Regions from separate parts of the Canis lupus genome. Here region 2 is linked to region 1. The links are chromatin contacts, called in public Hi-C maps. All regions are on one chromosome and are shown on one strand. The core of a region is the stretch at or near the end of the contact, and the rest is flanking DNA. Distances in the headings are between cores, read along the strand shown.

Region 1 (2,588 bases), core at 58-2,557:
GGGAGGCAGTGGTTATACCATCTTAATAATAAAATGTGTTCTAATCAATATTTTCACTTAATACTATATAATGAGTGCTGTTACATGTCGGGAAATAGGATTATATATCATTCCTACTGTAGCTTTTATTTTTCATTAAGCCTCAATTGCAGTTGGCTCATGTTGGTTATTCTTGGTGCTGTGAACGGGTACTAACTTGTAATGAGAGACCGCAGAGCCTAGTGTTTGAGAGCTCAGACTGTGTTCTGGAAGCCAGCCGGGGAGGTGGAATCTGAGCCCCTCACCAGTGGCTTTGCGTCCCTGGGCATGTTACTTACCTCCTCTAGGTACTAATTCTATCTGTAAAATGGAGAAACTAGCACAGAGTTCACTAGATCATGAGCATTAATGAGTTAATATTTGCTGTGCTCCTCAGAAGTACCTGAAAATAGTAAGTAAATAGAACCCACAAACATCCTTGTATCAGTTAGGGCTCTTTGCCAGCCAGACTAGCTTTACCTAGGTTAAACAAAGACACTCTTTGCACAGACACCCAGGGACTCATGAAAGGGCAGGAAGGCTAGGCACAGAGCCTGCAAATGGCCCCAGAAGCAGGGCAAGCAACAGAGCAGCTCCAGGAACTGAGCACCAGAACCAACTCAGCCATCTTGTCAAGGAGCCACCCCAGAATGAATGTTTTCCATTTATTTAAAAAAAAAAAAAAGACTCTTTGGTAACTTCTCTAGAAAGTCCAACTCCCCGAAGCATCTGGCTGGTCTGGCTTCTTGCTGGGCTAGGGGAGGGGGTGCCCAACATTGAGCAGCAGTTCTTCCGCTCCTGTGCACAAAGGGGAGATATCGTCTACCCAGAGGAAACTTGGTGCTGTTAGGAAAGCAGGGGAAGAGGCTGGGTGACCAAGGAAATGAAGTCTGACCCATGGACTCTCCACAGTGGCCCTGGTGTCTAACAGAGGGTGGGGCAGCACCATGCCAGTCAGGGGGGCCCAGGTCCCAGAACCTAATGGAGCAGGTTGATCGAGGTCCCACTGCCCTGCGCTGCGTGGGTCCTCCTGCTTGAAGAGAAGGTGTCTACTCAACACCCCTCCCCTCAACCAGACAGCCAGAGCACTAAGCCTGTCACCCTGTCCGTCCGGTTTACCTGGACTCAGTTGTGGGCTGTTGGCTGATATGCTGGGGAGCTCCACCGTGACCTCACAGCGGGTCACATGCCTGTGTCCCTGTGTCCCTGGGAGCTGCAGGAAGACCTGCTTGCTCCTGAGGTCCTGAGGCTCTTGAGAAGGACCCCTCAGCCTGAGCCTCCCAGGGCAGCTCCGCTGGGCTCACCCCCTGCTCCGCTGTGCTGAGAGGAGACAGGGGGGTTCTCCAGCACTCTCTATGTGAACCAGGTGAGGAGGCTTCACAGGGCCCGAGATTAGGGCCCAGGGACTGACCCACCTGGCTGGGTTTCCTATCAGGCCAAATGCTCACTCATACACACCCAGCTGGGGGCTCTTTCTTTCCTAGTGTGTGCATGGGGAATTCGTTCAGCAGGCAAGCAGAGGGAGGGCTGGGACCCCAATTCCATGGAAAGACAAGGCTACATAAGTAGGTCTTTTGAAACAAAAACAAGCTTCCTCCCTTAACAAAGAAAAAATAGTCTTAGGCTTCTAGGCAACAATATACATGTCTTATCTGCATAGGTTTGTGAGTATTAACTCCAACAGAAATTCTAGAATAATCCATGTTTGTCCCCCAGGCATATTATTTGCTCTGTCATTTTGTTTACTGAACAAGCCCACCCTGAGTAGGTGAGCATTTGTGTTCCCGTGGGCGCAGACGTACACAGTGTGCATGGTTCTGGCTGCATCTCATCTGACAAAGGGGTGTTTGCTGTTTGATGCACACTAGCATCTCTCTCCTTTGGGTGGGCAGGGGGCAAGGGGCGTCTCCAGAAGCAGGGCTGGTCTGCTGCTTAGGACTGAGGATGGGGAGCTCTGCTTTAGACCTGCAGGCATGAGCTCCTACCCAACCAGCCTCTTACAGAAAATAACTAGAAACTTTGAACAAAAGTCAAAGAACAATTGCCTGAGGCCTCTGAAAAGTAAACCAAAGCAGGCTGACTTTGGAGGGAAGACAAAACTCAAGAGGAAACAGCTGATGTAAGACGTTTACTGTTTATTACGACCTGGCCCTGAGAGGAGGGCATGCCAGTCTTGCATGGAGTGACCAAAACTTTGGTAGAAAGCCTACCTTCCCTCTGGTCAGCAAAGCCAGGGAAGCAGCCCAGGGCCACTAAGCTTTCTGGGTAGCGAGGGGGAAATGCTAGAAAGGAGAAAGTCACAGAGAGGAACCTCTAGTTCTGTGTCTAAACCCTCCCCCAAATTGCTGGCTGATGCCTGGCACTAAGTGAAAGCAGTCTGAACTGGTCTGAGCTGTGCCCGAGGAGGCAGGGTGTGAAGTCTGAGCCTGGCCGTGTGAGTGACCCGCTAAGACAAGTTAGGCATGTTCTGATTCCGCAAGAGGTGCCAACTAGCTGCCTATTTAGTAAACCTAGACCCAGCCTGGACTGTGCCGAACAATAATCAGATACTTTTCCAACCTTCAGCTGGC
Region 2 (2,588 bases), core at 25-2,524, 270 kb after region 1:
AGAGTCCCTAGTCCTAGGTGTCCTATGGGGAAATTTATTTTTTTTAATGTCCTGTTCCTTAATGCTGCAAATGATCAGTATTTATGAAGTAACTGATTTTGCACCACTTTTTGTTACTGTGACCACAGCAGAACAACGTCTCCTAGAACATATCTGTGTAAAGTTACTAGAATGGTCTCTGTTCATCTTAGTGATACAAAGATCACAACTAACAACAAATCAGAGTTTGCCAGTTCAAATTCAGCATGGCTGTAGCTGATTAAGAAATTTATATAATTACTCTTTGCTAGCCTCTCTCACTAATTGAATTATCAGCCAGCAAAATGAGACTCCCAGTGGATGTTTCAAGCGTGAGGTTTCCAGACCTCCTAGGAATACCAGTGGGGAAAATAGCTCCAGAAAACATAGCTGTGTTTGTATTCCATCTCACTAAAAAGGCAGTCTACATTACAATTGGTTTTTCTGAGGCTGTCTTTTCCAAAATCTGTGTAGAATAATTGACATTTTTCTATCGGAAGTACAGAAAGCGATCCAAGCTCCTCAAAGTGAAAATATCCAAGATGTTTAGGAAGGGAGCAGCGGACTTGACCGTGATGCAGCCTTCTGGTTCTCGTGGTCTAGTGCTCCATGTCTGGGTTTAGCGTGAAAACATTAGTTTCACCAAGTGGACAAAAGGTTTCCTTGCCAGGCTCGATCTTCGAACTTGAAACTAGAACCTAACTAGGCTTCCACTGGGGCGTTGGCTTCGCAGCACTAGCGCCTCCATGTGGAAGGCAGTGAGGGTGCAGCCTGTCAAAACCCACACGCTGCTGTTGCACTGGGATCTGGGCAGAGTTAAGACTCGTTTTGTTTTCTTTTTTCAACAAAAATGTGAAAACATTCAAAGTTGAAAAGTTGCATTTGAAGTTATCATTTAATATATTCATATTACCAAAACTGTAATACTGGAAGTGGTTTCTTTTTGTGTTATAAAGGTTTAATTTTACATAAGTCAGTTACAGTTACTCAATGTGATTTTTAACCCTTAAAAATAAAAAAGGTGGAGATGTATACAATTGTTAACAATGCCATGAAAGCATTTCCTTTCTCCTGAGGAAACAAATTTCTTATCAGAATATCTGGCTGGCCCTGTAATTTAAATTAAAATAAAATTTTGGAGAAACAGCATTGTCCGTGTTTATGGTGTCTCACAGGTAGTTGCATCTGTGTGTCTGCGAGCAGCCCCGGCACAAATCGTGCCACAACCTAACCGGAAACCGCACGCACACCTCTGCCAAGTCTTTCTTCCTATTCGGGGTCTTATTTTTGGTGTCAAATGCGACTTCCCCTTATGCTCCCTGGCCCTGCCTCTCACGGGTCAGCACTGTCGCACCTCGTGTGATGGCTTTTTTAGACCTTGGCATTTGGGGAGCGGATCCTCCGCCCACGTCCCTGTTGACCTATTGGGAACGTACGAGGATAAAAGTGGATCCCCGGGCAGGAGGGTTATAAGTCGGGCTCGATTACAGTGACGGCGAGTGGCCACGGAAGCGCCCGAGCGACCGTCTGTCCTCCCCTCCACCTTGGTCTGTAAATGGGGCGATGGCTCGGGGCGCGGCGCCTTCCTGCCGAAGCACGTGACGCAAACGACCTTCTGCTTATCTCTTCTGGGTAGCTGAGTCCCTCATCTCCAAAGATGACAGGGTCCCCTAAGGTCAGGACCTGTGACTTTGCCCTTCCTCCGATCACACAGGAAGAAGTGGCCACGCCGAGGGGCCTCTCCCTACCCCGCATCCACGGGGCCACCTTCCCCCGGCAGGAAAGACGGGGTCTCGGGCCCCTGGGGGTAACGTGTTGCTCTTTCTCTCTAGAATTCCTAAGGACCCCAAGAAGGCGGTGACCAGAAGAGCTGCTGCGGGCTCCAGGCTTGTTCGTTCAGGAGACTAGAGGCTCTCTGAGGTGATGAGGGAGTAGCCCCCCCCCAACACTGGCCTCAGCTGCCGCTCGGTTTCCAAGGAATGTTCTCCCCACCGGCCACGAGTGTCCTTTACAGCAGCTTTCGGAGCCCGATACCCTCTCGGACCATCCTGTTCTAGAAGGTGTGAAGGACCCGGTTAGACGCCCCACACTCCGCCCTCAGAGCCCTCTCGGCTGCCTCCCAGAAGCCACCCCCACGGAAAGCCGTCCCTCAGGAGCCGTCTGAACACGTGTCATTTGTCATCAGCTTCCGCCTGCCCCCACCAGGCCCTGAGGACCCAGGACACGGCTAACAGGGACACAGGCCTCCAAGCCCTGTCACGGAGACCTGTCCCTGCCGGAGCACACGCTGACCGAAGCGAGGCCGACCTGTGGCTCCACAGCTGGCAGGAGGCCTTGGCGTGCTTGTCCCCGCTGACCTCTAAGGCCCCACCGATGTCCGGTGGCCTGTGTGATCGTCGGGTGGGAACTTGACAACCGGAAGGTGGAGCACAGGCCCCGACGGCCTGGTCGCCGAGTACAGTGGCCGCCAGGGTTCTGAGCAGGAGGTCATGTCCTCTGTAATCAATGAAGTGCTCTTTTCTAGGTCATACCCAGGAACACAGACGCCAGAGATTTGGGGGGAAGGTTCA

Evidence for each region. A called contact is a pair of places that touch in the nucleus more often than the background predicts.
Region 2: a Hi-C map of skin fibroblasts shows a contact between it and region 1, with 4 times the contacts expected there. The contact joins two enhancer-like sites. A contact is called at or near these places in 3 of 9 Hi-C or Micro-C datasets (amygdala, blood and skin fibroblasts).

What each region holds. Positions count from the first base shown.
Region 1 is chr25:42,714,329-42,716,916 of UU_Cfam_GSD_1.0, forward strand. No RefSeq gene overlaps it. Among named protein-coding and RNA genes, the nearest start is that of SP100, 6.5 kb to the right of the region's middle. Within about 2 kb of position 1,308, at least 6 of the 20 cell types and tissues checked have an H3K27ac peak or open chromatin away from gene starts, as enhancers often do. A contact at or near this core is called in blood, where this site is marked.
Region 2 is chr25:42,984,292-42,986,879 of UU_Cfam_GSD_1.0, forward strand. It overlaps CAB39 (calcium-binding protein 39), which reads left to right. Exons shown (of 9, transcript XM_038574145.1): 9 at 1-1,167. Among named protein-coding and RNA genes, the nearest start is that of ITM2C, 28 kb to the right of the region's middle. Within about 2 kb of position 1,275, at least 3 of the 20 cell types and tissues checked have an H3K27ac peak or open chromatin away from gene starts, as enhancers often do. A contact at or near this core is called in blood, where this site is marked.